Linked DNA regions of Hordeum vulgare: region 2 is linked to region 1. The links are chromatin contacts, called in public Hi-C maps. All regions are on one chromosome and are shown on one strand. The core of a region is the stretch at or near the end of the contact, and the rest is flanking DNA. Distances in the headings are between cores, read along the strand shown. Region 1 holds the start of LOC123440394 (sigma factor binding protein 1, chloroplastic-like). Region 2 has its middle 38 kb from the start of LOC123440394.

Region 1 (7,447 bases), core at 3,248-5,747:
CAAATCATCTTAGTCATCATCTAAAGAATCAAAATTAAGTTAAATATATGAAATCCTAAGAGTTGCTACCTCAATCCCGGGTTTGTAAGCCTCACATATATTTTAATAAAGAATCTAACAATTAATTTGGTAAAAAATATTAATTATCAAAAACGGCACCATTAGATTCACATTCAAGAGTAGTTTTCAAAGGTATAATTTTTGTGGCATATGAATCATATTTTCTTGACCAAATTAATTGTCAAGGTTTTAATTAAAGTGCATGGGATCCTTATAAAAGGTGGATGGATGTTAGTTGCATATTTACTGACCTAATAACACCACACAATTGATGTTTGCATTTGCAATACCGCTTTCCACATCACTAGCTAAATACCCATGGGTTGCAACGGGGGCAACTTTATTCTAGCGGTTTAACGTAGGAAATTTTTGATTGGGCTGTGACCGATGAGCTATGTTTTGGGGAGGGAATCCATAGGCAAAGGTAAGGGCAAATATGATGTGATGAGATTCTGTACGTACAACTTTGTGAATTGATTTTGATGTTTGCTTGCTAGGGATTTGTTGCTTGTGACAATTTATTCGATTTAAGTTGATGGATTTGCAAGACATTTCTTTCCCCAGAAATGAGGAGGTGGTCATCATTTTTTTATTTAAAAAAAATAGGGGGTTATTGTGTGGTTTGAAAAAAAGACGATGGGAGGGGCATGTATCAGTGGGAGGTGTGGAAGCAAAATCAACAAACTCTCCTTTAATAGTAGAAATGTTTGCTTGCTAGGGATTTGTTGCTTGTGATGATTTATTCGATTTATGTTGATGGATTTGCAAGAGATTTCTTTCCCCATAAATGAGGAGGTGGTCATCATTTTTTTTATTTTAAAAAAGGGAGTTATTGGGTGGTTTGGAAAAAAGACGATGGGAGGGGCATGTATCAGTGGGAGGTGTGGAAGCGAAACCAACAAACTCTCCTTTAATAGTAGAAATGTCTTAAATTGCACATGCAATCCCCTATTAACACCATTCTACGTAGAAAAGTGAGAATCTTCCAATCTAAGCCATCAAAATTTCAGATCAAAGGGTGATATTAGTTTTGAGACATGAACTATACCTTCTGGTTTAGTTATACTAAAAGGTTGTTCAATGTACTTTTAAACAATGCATGTTCAGTAATTCTAAGAGGTGAATGTTTAGAATGAGCCTAAAGTTATTACAATGTACTTGTGAATGTCATACTGTTTTTTAATATATTAAAAAAGGGCTAAGTTCACGAATTTACCAAAAGTAATAGTTAAGAATCTGCTCGTGAACTTACATTACAAGAGATTTATTTTATATAGAGGACACAATGCATATTTTCTAGTTAAAACATACCCCCTTCGTATCAAAATATAAGACCGTTTTTTGACACTGGCAGTGTAAAAAAAGTCTTATATTTGATACAGAAGAAATGAATGGTGCATGGTAAGAAGTTTGTTAATTTCAAGGAAGACCAACTCCGACATAAATTAAGTCAACCTAAGTCAAATGACTAGCATGGCATATATGTGTCACATCCCGAAAACAGGAGTAATTTTCAGCACGGCAGCTGGTGTATTTCACGTTCACAAAAGGAAAGAAGTTACCGGAACCAAATAAGTAAATTAAGTGTGCGTACAATGTCTCTGGTTGAGTTTGTGTCACTACGTAACTATCTCAAGATGTGTGTCAGACCTCTCTATATATACATGAACTAGATATATAGTGCTAATTACTTCGATAGATCGTTGTGGTCTATGACACCTAGCTATTGCGCAGCATCGTCCCACATCAAGTCAAGTAATCTAATGAAAGTTGTGCATCAACAATGGCAATAAGATTAAGGGGGCTGCTACACATCCACCGGCGGATGTTTAGTAAACATCCGCCACCTCAACGGCCATTGGATGTATCGGTGCAGCCGTCCGATCTACGTCCCCGTACCCAATAGTTCCTGAAACACAGGTCGAGTTGCAGAAACAATAGCCGCGTTGCGAAAACAATGATCGTGCTTCAAAAAAATCCTGAAACAACGATCGCGTTGCAGAAAATAATTTACGTAACTCCTGAAACAATGGCTGAGTTGCAGAAACCACGACCCTGTTGCAGAAATGTTGCAGGCCAGTTGTGGAGCTGCCCGACGGCGGAGGGCGACGCCCAGGCCGGCGGCGGAGGGCCGTGGGGCAGGCCGACGGGGCGGGGCCATGGCGCGGGGCGGCGGAGGGCGAGGTCGTCGGGGCCGTAGCAGGCCGACGGCGGCGAGGTCGTCGGGGCCGCAGCAGGCCAACGGCGGAGGGGCGACGGGACCGCAGCAGGCCGGCGGCGGCGAGGTCGTCGGGGCCGCAGCAGGCCGACGGCGGAGGGGCGACGGGGCCGCAGCAGGCCGGCGGCGGCAAGGTCGTCGGGGCCGAGGTGGAGGCGAAGGCACGTATCAGGCAGCTTTGTGAAACACCTGCCCAGTTTCTGAAACACCGATCCAGTTTCGAGATTTAACGGACGAGCAGGGCGACGGATGGATTGGGCGGATCGGCCGGTGAAAGATAATCTTTTCCCAAAGATTAAACGCAAATAATTGTATAACTGGGAATTAAGATAAATCATCCACAGAAAGCGTGAATAGGAAAGTTCAAGGAACAAAAGTAGTACTTTATATCAATCAATGTCAAGGAAGTCAAAGCGGAAAGGAATTAAAGAACAAAAGGCAGACTACGGAATGTTAACCCATTCGGTTGATGTAGAAGAATCATGGTAGCAAATGAAATCAATACAATGAAGAAAATAGGATCAGAAGAACCAAATTAAGGAGTAGGGCAAAAACAAATCAAAGGACGCTAAACATCTAGATTCTGAAGAATTGTGAAGAGGAATACAAAGCAGCATGCAGCGAATTGTGGTGCTGCAGCATGGCATGCAGCAGATGCGTGTTTTCTTGGGACTCGGATCCTATCTTTGATCATCCAAGACGTAATGAAGGGGAGAGAAAGGAAATGTGATTTAGTTAATGAAACGCTAATATTTTCTGAATTGTTTCAGTCGTGTGATTGCTCTAGTGCTAAGGCTCGGCTTGATCGTGTCTCGCCGGGATTTCAGGAAAACACGTTCATACTGCTTAATTATGGCGCATTGCCTAGGCATGATCAAGTACAGTTGCACGCACACGCTAGCTCCCCATACCGAAAGTAACACCCACAAGTGGTGGTGCTCGAGAAATTGCCAGTTGAGCATGCCAAAGAAAGCACTAGCTAGGTGATCATAAAATCAGAGAAACAGTATGAAATAATCGAAACCCCGGCCCGGGGAGAAGGTGAATTATCGAAACATCTAGGCATATATGTACACTTGTACACTACGTAGCACATTGCATCCACTACAGCCTTGTCCACACACAAGAGAAGAGAGAAGGGGAAAGAGGAACACGGAGACCCGAAATAGATATGTGTATAGGGGAATTATGAGGCCGATCATGGGTATGCGACGGGTTAAATTGGGGCTAGCAGATGGTGGATCATACGCACGCACAAGCACAAATCATAGCGGCACACACATGCAATACAGCGAAATCCTCAAATGACATGCAAATAAGGAGCGGGGGGCACACGCGTCAGGCCGTCAGCTAACATGCAGCTAGCGTGCGGGAGGGATCGGGTGACTGGTCACTACACCTTGTTGCTGTGCGGGAAGTCGTAGAGGGGCGTCTCCGGCGAGAAGACGGCGTAGTCGTTGTAGTCGTTGTCCAGCAGCTGCGATCCGAAGATGTCCTCCTCGTCCTCGCCGTCGCCGAACGGCGCCGCGGTGAGCTCCGGCTGGCCTCCAGTGGCGGCGGGGCCGCCGGGGACGGCCGCGTCAGGCGTCGACCCAGCCGCGCTCCCCTCGGGGCTGGGGCTGAGGCTGAGGTCCTGCGCCGCGCCGCCGTCGTCGGTGTTGTACTTGGAGGGGTCGGCATGGCGGCCCGTGAGCTCCTGGACGAGGGCGCGGAAGCCCGCCGCGCTGGTCTTGACCCGCATGGGGTTGGAGATGTACACCACCTTGATCGGCTTCTTGCTGCCCCCGGCGCCCGACTTGCTGCCCGGCCCCTTGCCGCCGTGCTTTCCCGAGCTGCCGCCGCTCCGGGGGCTGGGGCTCCGCTGCTTCCGGTGATCCATCAGCTCAGCTCAGCTCGCTAATGGATGGGCGGGCAGTGGCAGGACAGGACAGGAAGGGGAGCGGCGGCGAGGCGATCTGGTGGTTAATTCGTCTCAGCAGGAAGCAAGGAGAGCGAGGGCTTCTGCCGCGGCTGGTCCTGGCCATGTAAGGACAAAGGCTACTGGCATTGTGGGGGATTTTTAGCTCAACACGCGGTGGTCGCCGTCCTGGATGGGAGTTGGGAGGCGTCCTGGAAGGAGGAGAGTAGAGCAGTAACTCGAGGGAGGAGCCGAGTCTGCTTTGGATGGATGGATGGATGGACGGGACGATGGAGACAACCCGGAGACCGGGCGGGCGCTCGCTCGCATTGGAGGATTACACGAGCAGCCCCGCCCCGCTGGTTACGCATGTGACCTAGAGAAAAAAAAAAAAAAGGGGGCAATCAGCTACGGCCACAACAATTACCATACCCCCATGGTTTTCTAAACATGGAGACACTTGGATTCTACTCCCTCAGTTCCTAAATATAAGCAAAATGAATGAATCTACACTCTAAACTATGTCTATAATGCTATCGGGATTTTTTTTACACTTTTTTTATGGCCGAAGTACAGAAATGGACAGCCAAACCATGTCCTTTATTTTGCAATGCAGGGAATATATACTACCAAGTTGCCTTTTGAATCATGCAAAGAACAATAAAAGGTAGGTGCTTTTTTATGCAAAGAAAAATAAAAGGTAGCTGCTCTTTTATAATTTAGTCAAAAATAAATAAATCCTCAGCTCATAGAGTGTGCAGACATTTTGGGGGTAAAATAAGTAAGAGTAATTTGTGGCAACTGGAATAGAAGAATCTATATTTGACGCAGCTGAATTTGAAGTTGCATACACATAAAGAAAACATTAATTAAATACTTCCTCCGTAAAGAAATATAAGATCGTTTAGATCACTAAAACAATGATCTAAAAATGCTTTTATATTTCTTTACAGAGGGAGTAATAATTGGTCGCTACTTCATGAAGATGTCAAAAATAAACACAAGGGGTTCCTCTAGGAGTGTGATCTTGTGTGTGGGCATATTTAAGATGTACGTACTAAAGAGAGTAAGAAGACAAGCATATTATGAAATTAGCAAGGAATTAAGAAAGCTAGTTTAATTAAAGTGGCCACCCTCAATGGTTGACTAAACTCCATATTGTTTATCGACACGATCGGCACAAAGCACCCTCTGTAGCTCTCGACATCACCATTAAGATTATATATGGTCATGTTAGAGGTTATAAGAATGGGATGCCAGTGGATTGGATCGGCCACCCATTTTATAGGAATGGGGCTATTATAACATTATTAGAGAAGTTGGGGTTGGCTGTTGAGCTACCAATCCCCATTTGCTCATGCCGTAGTTCATACTTGCAAAGCAAAAGAATGATGCAACTCCTGGGAGAGAAAAAAGCGAGGAAGAAAGCTGTTTACGAAGATGAAATGACGGCGTGTGTGTATTTCCATTACTTGTTGAAAAGGCGCGTGCATGGGTGAACGCAGCGTTTATATTAGCAGGGCGGCAGCGGGAGAAGGGGCGCAGTCCACGAGGAAGGGTTAAATGAGAAAGCGCAAACAACCGAGACAGAACTAGCGTACGGGGCCCACGCCGCGATCTGCATCCAGGACGTGGCGCACGACCACAGGGTGGGCCTGCATCAGCCGGGGGCCCGGCGCTGACGTGATACGTATATACAATAAAAATTCACGGAAACCTTTCCGCACCGCCCGCCACGGCTTACCCTCGGGCGCGCGCCCGCTGTCCCGCGGGCCCCGCCAGCTGGCTCCGGCCAACCAGAGCGCGGGGCGGAGGCGGCCTCCGGTGCGCGGAGGGGAAAAACGGACGGATAGGAAATAATGCAGCCCGCTGTGGGGGCGGGCCCACGGGCCGGGCCGGACCGGACCGGACGGGAAGCGGGACGGCGAGAGGGCGACGTTTGCAGTTGAAGCCCCCCTTCCTTCTCTGCTGGGACCACACCGCGCGTCCCCGGCAGGCAGGCTCAATAAGGCAATGCCAATGCACCACTCGCCTGCACCAGTTGCAGGATTTCGTGTACGTCCGCGTCTCTGGTCCATATCTACCGCAGCAGATTTCCTGCTTGCTCGCACGCACACACCACATGCTTGGCCACCGTGGTACGTACTCGAGGGCCAACGGGTTCTACCGCCCGCTGACACGTCGCTGGGTCGTTTTCGGGGCAGGAACGCTTTGGGGGAAGTGGCCGGTCGTCCAAGTGGTGGACGGGATGGGAAATGCAGTGCTTGTGGAAATCGTCTTCTTCAGGCTATGTGGTCGACGTGGAGGATGCTGGGACGCCAGTTCGGTCGGCGTGTCCGTGCGTATCCAGGGAGATGCATGGCCATGGCCAAGCCATCACATATGTTTTTTTTTTTTGCGGATGAAGCCATTACTACATGATATAATCAGCTATTTTTTTCTTTCAAATTCATACTGATGAGTGATTGAGATGCTCCAACTTATATATACGTAAGAAGAGGTGAGATGCTCCAACTTATATATACTGATGAGTGATTGAGATGCTCCATCTATTGGACAAGGGTACATTTGACTTGTAAATATTCCGAGTATGGAAATTGGAAAAGTATTGGAAAATGAAGGAAACTCCAATGGATTTAACTTTCTTGCTTTTTCTTATACCAAAGATCCACGTACGTAGCACTTCCATGTATAACATGCATGCCTCATTCTTGAAAATATATTACTCCCTCCGTCCCAAAATTCTTGTCTTACTTTTGTTTAGAAATGGATGTATCTAAATACTAAAACATGACTAGATACATTTATATTAGACAAATCTAAGACAAGAATTGTGAGGCGGAGGGAGTATGTTTTTTTGCACCATGGTATTTCAAAGGAATATAAACTTTTGCACTATCCTCATATGGTAATTGACGTATGAAACTGTACATGTTAAGTCAAATTATTCCGTTTCGTAGAAAAAGTCAAATTTTGCCACAATTCCGAGTCCTAGGCATTTTTGTAATCTATATATTGCATTGTAGTATCTTGGTTCGCCAAATCTAAATTCGTTCCGCCTTAAGTTGATGTTTCTTTGGACGTGGAGTTTCATGTGAGCTAGGGTGAACGGTAAAATTCAAAAAAAAAGATTTTTTATACAAATATGGACGGGTGATTCACATGTGTGGAAATTTTCATCAGAAAACAAAATTCGTTGAGGTCTTGGATTTTTTTTTGTTAAATCAGTGCTCCAAAAAGACTGTTTCAGAAACATTTTGGAACATCAAATT
Region 2 (7,447 bases), core at 2,167-4,666, 38 kb before region 1:
AGGGAGAAAAACGCGTTTTCTATTTTTTTTTTACGAGAGGCACGGTTTTGCTTCCATGAAAGGCACGGTTTTGCCTTCGCGAGAGGCACACCCATGCCTCTCCCCGAAAGTTAAAAACGTGTTTTCTGCTCTCCTTTTTTCGCTAGAGGCGTGGTTTTTTTGTTCGGTTTTTTTCTTACGGTTTTTTTTTTTGAAAAAAAAGTTCGTCAAAATCTATCAACATGGAATCTAGTTTTGAAGATCTGGACACGAGAAAGCCAACGGTGAAAACGGTACGAGATTTGGACGCACGATTTAGGACATAAAACGTTTTGAAAATACAGATCTACGAAAAAAGGAAAAACTCAGTTGCGACAAGTGACACGCATACAGTGCGCCACTTATCGCAACCTATGGAGGTGAGAGCAATCATTAGAAGGTATACTCGCTAACTAGTGATTTCGGTTATTGCGGCCTATAACTATAGCTGCGGACGGTCTTTTACATGTAGTTTGTATTAATTATGTTTATTAGTATCTGTTTTCTTTGATTTTTTCTATGCTTTTCCTTATTTTCTTATATTTTTAGTTTTCTTTTGTTTCTTTCTTTGTTTTTCATCTATTATCTTTATTTTTTTAATAAATGTCTATTTTCAACAAATACGTTGTATATTTTCTTTGTATATACGCCAGGAATGTCTCCTATACACTTTATAAAATAAAATAAAATGATTAGTATTTTCTAGATATATATTTTGATGTCTGTTTTTCAAACAGGTTTCTAAATTTATTGTATAGACCTAATTTTTATAATATACATTTAAGATTTTCCAAATACATGATTCATATTTTTGAAATATATGTTTTGATCTTTTTTGAATGCATGTTATACTAAAAATTAATAGGAATAATATGAAACATTTGTTTTAACTATGCAAACATTTTTCCATTGCATAAAGTTTTTTCCATAAATGTGTGAACAATGTATTTATTGTTACTTACAAAAGTAAGTTTTTCGTATCAATTTGTCTGAATTACATGAACACATTTTTTAACATTGCATAATATTTTTTAACTGGTACATATATAAACACCCGAACATTTTGTAAATGTCACATATAATTTTTAATAGTACAAACATTTTTAAAAGTGATGGAACACGTTTTTGACACTGCATGAACAATTTATAAATGTGTGAAAATATATATGAATCTATTTAACACTGTATGAACCTAGGACAACCGTTTGGGGCACCTAGGCACCTTGCCTAGATGCCGTTCGTTTGCATCGTGATTTTGTTCTGATGATGGATATATGAGCTATTGGATTTTATCTATTAACAAAGAAAAAAAAACTTTCTATACTTGTTTGCATGGCTCTGATGTGTGTTAGTTGTCTCAAAAAATTACCTTTCATATATGTTTGCATAGCCTGCATTCTATGAAAACAGCAAAATCTGGTCATTTAATGTGCGTCATCAATTGTCCATTCGTCACATCAAGTAATAAAGAGCTTCCAAACTATTGCTTTGTAAAATATAGTAAGAAATGTGTAGCATTGCGTACGTAGAGATTTTTTAACCGAAAATTGCTTTTGGCTCCCGAGCTCCATGGAGCCCTTTAAATTTGAAACTCTAATTTCATGAAAATTCATATTTTTACATTCCAAAAAATTCTGAAAAAAAATACAGGGATAAGTGAAGGGGTAACACGCATGTGTGTAAATTTTCAGAAAAAAATACATTGAAATGAGGGCTGTGCAAAAAAGACAAATCTGAGTCTTTTTTACACATGACACTATTCATCATTTCAGGTCATGAATTTGTCTTTTTTGTGCAGATCATATTTCAAGGTATTTCATCCTAAATTTTTGCACACATACGCATAACATCCTTCTTTACTTCCATATTTTTTTCAGATTTTTTTGAAACCAAAAAGTTTGAATTTTGAATTATTCGAAAATTTCGGCCTCCATGGAGGCCGAGCTCCAAACGTCTGCACTCTTTTTTAACTGAGTATATACTCATAAGATTGTTGTCTTGACTTTTCTCTACAACTATATACCTCAGCAAAAAATATACGAGTACATACCTCAATAAACCATAGGTATTGTACCTAATTGTTTTTATATATTTCCCTACATCTACATACCCTGGCATGAAATATATGAATATATACCCCAATAATATGTATGTATTATACCTAATTGTTTTTTAGGTACATAGTTTAAAAATAAGTTGGTATGCGAGATTGAAATACATGTGTAAATTCCCCAATATTACCCTATAGCTACATACCTATTCTCCACAACTACATACCCAAGCAAAAAACGTATGACTACATACCTCAATAATACATAGGTATTATACATATTTTTTCTTGCATATTTTACTATAGCTACATACCCCGACGTGAGATATATGAGTATACACCAATAATATGTAGGTATATATATACCTAATTATTTTTAGATGTACATAGTCACAAATAAGTGGGTATGATACCCAATTGTTTTATGGATATACGTCCACGTAAATGTGTGGGCACCATACATATTCTTTTTTGGTATATAGTCAGAAATATGTGATATATAACTTTTATGTGGAAAGGTATGAGAGGGAAAAGCAATAAAAGGAAATGCTTGATGTTGTTTCATAGATGGAATGTCTTGCATACAAATAGATTAGGAAAGAAACCAAAAAATGTAGTAACGGGTTGGCCCCGACCTAGGTGCCCCAAACATTTTACATATATATAGCATTTTTCAACATATAAAAAAGGGTTAAAAAACACGCCCATGACTTTAGCGTGATGAAATCACAGTTTTTCTTTCTTTTATTTTCCTGTTTTTCTACACCAGTTTTTTTCGTTTTCTATCGTTCTTTTTTTATTTCTATTTGTTTCTATTTATTTATTTTTCTATGTAAAAATTTATGAACGTCGTTTGAAATTTAGGATCGTTTTTGTACACAATCATTCTTTTATTTACATACAAGTTCATTATTTTGTTTCCCGAATCCATGAAATTTTAACAAAATGGGAACATTTTTTAGTTTGTGATTTTTTTCCCAGTTCAAGGTTTGCAAGTGAACATCTTGAAAAGATCCCGAGAGTCCCTCAGGCCCTCACACACACATAGTTGGTTTTTTACGATGGCGACGGGCGGTGGTCAGAGGTTTACACCGCTTGCGTCATGGGTAGTGAGGGGGGTGTGGCGTTGCAGCAATGCATGATGGGTGCCCAGGCACATCGGCAACCAATGAGAACTCGAGAGAGGGATAGATGGGAAGGAACGGGCAAGCTCAGGTGAAGACGTCCATGGCATTCATGACAAAATTAGAGAAAGAGAGGGGAAGGGGTGGAGGGAGGGAGAGGGAGAAATGAAGGGAGAGAGAGAAATAGAGAGATGCAGAGGGAAAAAGGAAGGAGATGAGAGGGTGAGGCTGCACGAAAGAGATAAGGATACAGGACACTAGCACATGCGACATGCGCAATGCCAGTGGTGTCAGACATGGGCAGAAAGGGGATTCTCAATCGCGACAATCACACAAGTTGCAAGTGCCCGACAGGTCTTTCGACCGTTATCTTTTGCCCTAAAAATAGTGGATCGTTTGTAACTGTGAAATGTAAAGGAAAACATCAAAAGTGTCCATCTGCTCGCGAGCTCATATTTCACCCTCATAAACAATAAAATAAGTAAATAATCATAATTTTTTGGGGGCATACGCATTGACGAATCTGCAACACGCGCACAAACGTTAAATGAAGAAACAATATTCCAAAACTCATGCTTAACTTGAAGCATCGTTGTTTTTACGAAAGCATGTTATAATATTATTTGTCTGAAGCGTTGATTTTATTTTCTAGGAAGCATTTTGGAATATTATTTCTTTGAACCTTTGCATGCATGTTGTGAATTTGAATGTTTGTGCTAAAAAAGTTCAGTTTTTTTTTACTTTTTATTTTATTTTACTGTTCATTGAAGAGCATATGTACTCCTGAGCAGAAACTTCGTGTCAGGAAAACAATATCCACCTCGTATAAAGTAGGTACAATGTACCGTGAGCCTCTTATTGAGCGTTGTTGGTGGGCCTGGATGTATTTCTGTTTTGAAGGCATGCCTCTTGTGCTTCTTCTTGGAGGTGTGCTAGAGACGTCCGGTAGCGCACTCTTGTGTTTTTTTTAATACGTTCGGCATGTTTTGTCTTATTTTTCTTATGATTAATGTATATGGATTTTAATAATACCTTGTGTCATAGAATATGTGACGTTTATTTTTGACATTCGGAACTGGAAAAACTAGCATTCCAAATTATCTCGGGCCGACCAAATCGACGGTTACCACATCGATTACAATGACTAGAGGTTTGACAGCCACACATGTTGGACGCCATGGTCACCACGCTACTTATGTGGCTTCATTAATATAAGAGTTGACTTGTGCTTCGGTAGACCCTTCTTTACAAAATGTAGAAGGGAAAACATATATCCACGTTGTATTATACACTACATGTTATTGTATGGATATCCATCTCGTATTATACACTACAGTCCGTCATCATACCCTTTTTATGAAAAGGTATCATGCAATCTCAGCCATTTTTTTAGTTTTGTTGGGGGGAGGGGGAAAAAGTGTCTACGGAAGCAAAAGTGTTAATATAAAGCAAGGCGTATGCTATTTTATGGGAGAAAATCGGTACAACGTGGCTATCAGTCAAATGCAACTGTGCATTACATCTGACACGTACGAACGAAAGAATAGTAATGCGGACGTGCCAGGGGAGCGAGGTTAAGTTTGCTCCTTCGAGAAGCATTTTTCTTATATCAAACTTTCATGTTTTCTCATTTCTCAGTGATCTTTAAATGCAAAATAAAATTATATCGCAGTATTTAGCTATGAGTGCAACTGTGAGTGTTGGGCACCATCCAAAACAAGACAAATCAGAAGAAAGAGAGAAGACAAAAAAAAAAGCCAAACAATACAAGAGAAGGACAAACAGAAACCACGGAAAAAAAGAAACAGAAACCACGAGGAGCTAGTCGAGCTTGCACCGTCAGGAAAAAACAAGTAAATAAAAAGAAACAAGTGAAATAAGCAAAACAAAGACAACCAGAGATGGAATGAGAAAAAAATGCCTGATTTGTAATTAAAAAATAAATCTGCAGTAAAAAATTGTAATAAATTTGACTGTATCGGAAATTCAATTTGGCTCATAGGTCTATATTCAACCATTGTCTAGATACACATTTCAAAATGTTGAAAAAACTCGAGAAAATACCCCGCGTGTAAATCGGACATTATATATGCGTGCACCAAGTTTTAACGAAAAAGGACATTTTTTGTGGCTTGTGTAAAAAAGGCAATTTTTTATGCTTGACTGCAGCTATTCACGAGGCATATTTTTATCTTTTTATACGGGTCACAATTTTTTTCCTTTTTCATCGAATTTTTGTGTACAAGCATAGAATGTCGGGATGTACACTCGGGTTTTTTTTTTAATTTTTTGAACATTTTGAGATGTGTTTTCCATATGTATTTCATAATAGGTCTATATACACCTAGGAGCCAAAACGCCACTCTCTGACTGTATGCATTAGGCTGGGTAAATCAAACGCTCCATTATCCAAACAAGTTAAAACTACAATGTCTGGTATTTTCTTCTGGAGCTACAGCCTACAGTACGAACATTAAGATTTCAAACTAATAGTATATGTGTTTCCAAGCTTGGGTGCCAAAGGATATGTTCTCAGCTCAACATGAAATTCAGAGACAGCCAGGGAGCAAAGTCAGCTCAACATGAAATTCAGAGACAGCCAGGGAGCAAAGTCAAAATGACTTTGCCTATATCTCCACGCATGGAGCAGTAGATAACTACGAGTAGATAAGGTTGATCTGTAAATAATACTCGGTTGTTATCCAAGTCGGTTGTTATCCAGTAGGTTAGTTTTGCAAAACGGACCTTGCCTCCCTTGTAAACATAATCATGTAATACTGTACGAGACAAACTAACCTTGCTAGCAGAGAGAAAGATTTCCTCTCCTCACTCTGGTCTCTTCATGTACCGTGCGAAAACTACCAACTACTCAGAACTCCTGACACAAATTTGATAGGTCACTGGACCTCCAGTCGAGCAATCCAGTCAGTTCACCGTCAAAATCTACGGAAGCAAGCAGTATCTCATGGACGGCGACCAAACAAGGCAGGACCGCAGGAGCAAGCGGCTTGACCAAGCAGTGAAGCAGATGTGCATCAAATGCCCAAGCTTACAAGCAGATTCAGAATAGTTGCTACCGGCAAGCCTCTGATGGTAATCCATCATCTATATATGTTATTTTCTTTTCAAAAGAGGAAGCTTCAGCGCTGTCCGGCCTCTGAACAATCCGTCATCTCATGCATCCACAGCCTAGCTAATTCGCCTTCAGACTGCAAACTTACAAATTCTACCTGGGCTTGATTTTATGATTTCAGACTCTTAAGTTCTGGGGGACAGTCTGGAAATAGTACTCACCACATCAAATTGCTCTATGCAAAATCAAATGCAAATTTTATGGATGCGAAAAGGAAAGGTCATGTTCAGTACTGGTAGTCATTTCATTCATCAAGACCTCGTGTGGTAAAGTGACGAACAGTAAAGGACGGGATGACTAGAGCAGCAGTTTCTGTTTCAATAAGTGCACGGAAATGATTGGGTGCTGTGCAGTGCATGACAATATCAGGAAATAAAGGCGCCATGAACAAGACAGTAATCAGCATCAGTTTTCCTAGTGAGCTTTAGAAGTTATATAACCTGGTAACTGACCCCTGCAGAAGGTACTGCTGATTTACAAAAAGAAAAGAAAAAACAGAAGTTGGTAACTATCGGTTTGCAAATTAGGAATCTACACACACAGCAAAAGTCTTGTTTTTTATATGCATATATAGGGTTAAAAAGTTGAAGTTATTTTCCTATACAAGCAGAGTGTTACAGCACAATTCAGAAAAATAAATATTGGTTTCTCACCAGAAAAGGGTTGTAAAATTATGGTCCGATTCGGGGTTCAGAGTAAAAAGCAATCATATACCAGTTACCAATGAATGCCAACTGAAAGCAACACCTATTGTGCCTAAAGCAAGTTTAGAAACAGCTGATATAACACTTCACATTTCTACAGTAAATAATAACACATCACAAGGCCACATGCTATACAGTATACACAATGTGCAAGTTATATCATGAGTTTTGGGGAAAAGCAGATAGCTGTTTCGCAGTTTCAGTCACATACACACAATTTGCAGGTCATCTCATGAGTTTTGAAAGAAACTAGATTTTTGTTTCAGTCAAATGACTTCAGCTGAGCTCATTTCTACAATAAGCAAGCACACAACACCACATGCCATATAGTATGCACAATGTGCAAGTCTTATGATCAGTTCTGGGGAGAACCAGATTATTATTTCAAACAGTGACTGTTATTGAGCATTTATTCAGT

Evidence for each region. Hi-C and Micro-C count contacts between places; a contact is called where the count stands out from the background.
Region 2: a contact with region 1 is called in a Hi-C map of leaf, with 2.7 times the contacts expected there. The contact joins the enhancer-like site here to the promoter of LOC123440394 in region 1. A contact is called at or near these places in 4 of 6 Hi-C or Micro-C datasets (leaf and seedling).

Annotation. Positions count from the first base shown.
Region 1 is chr3H:521,541,616-521,549,062 of MorexV3_pseudomolecules_assembly, reverse strand. LOC123440394 (sigma factor binding protein 1, chloroplastic-like) reads right to left here and starts at 4,497. Exons shown (of 1, transcript XM_045116965.1): 1 at 3,293-4,497. The coding sequence starts at 4,157. The coding sequence ends at 3,672.
Region 2 is chr3H:521,578,825-521,586,271 of MorexV3_pseudomolecules_assembly, reverse strand. No RefSeq gene overlaps it. Among protein-coding and RNA genes, the nearest start is that of LOC123440394, 38 kb to the right of the region's middle. Within about 2 kb of position 3,416, at least 3 of the 3 cell types and tissues checked have open chromatin away from gene starts, as enhancers often do. A contact at or near this core is called in leaf and seedling, where this site is marked.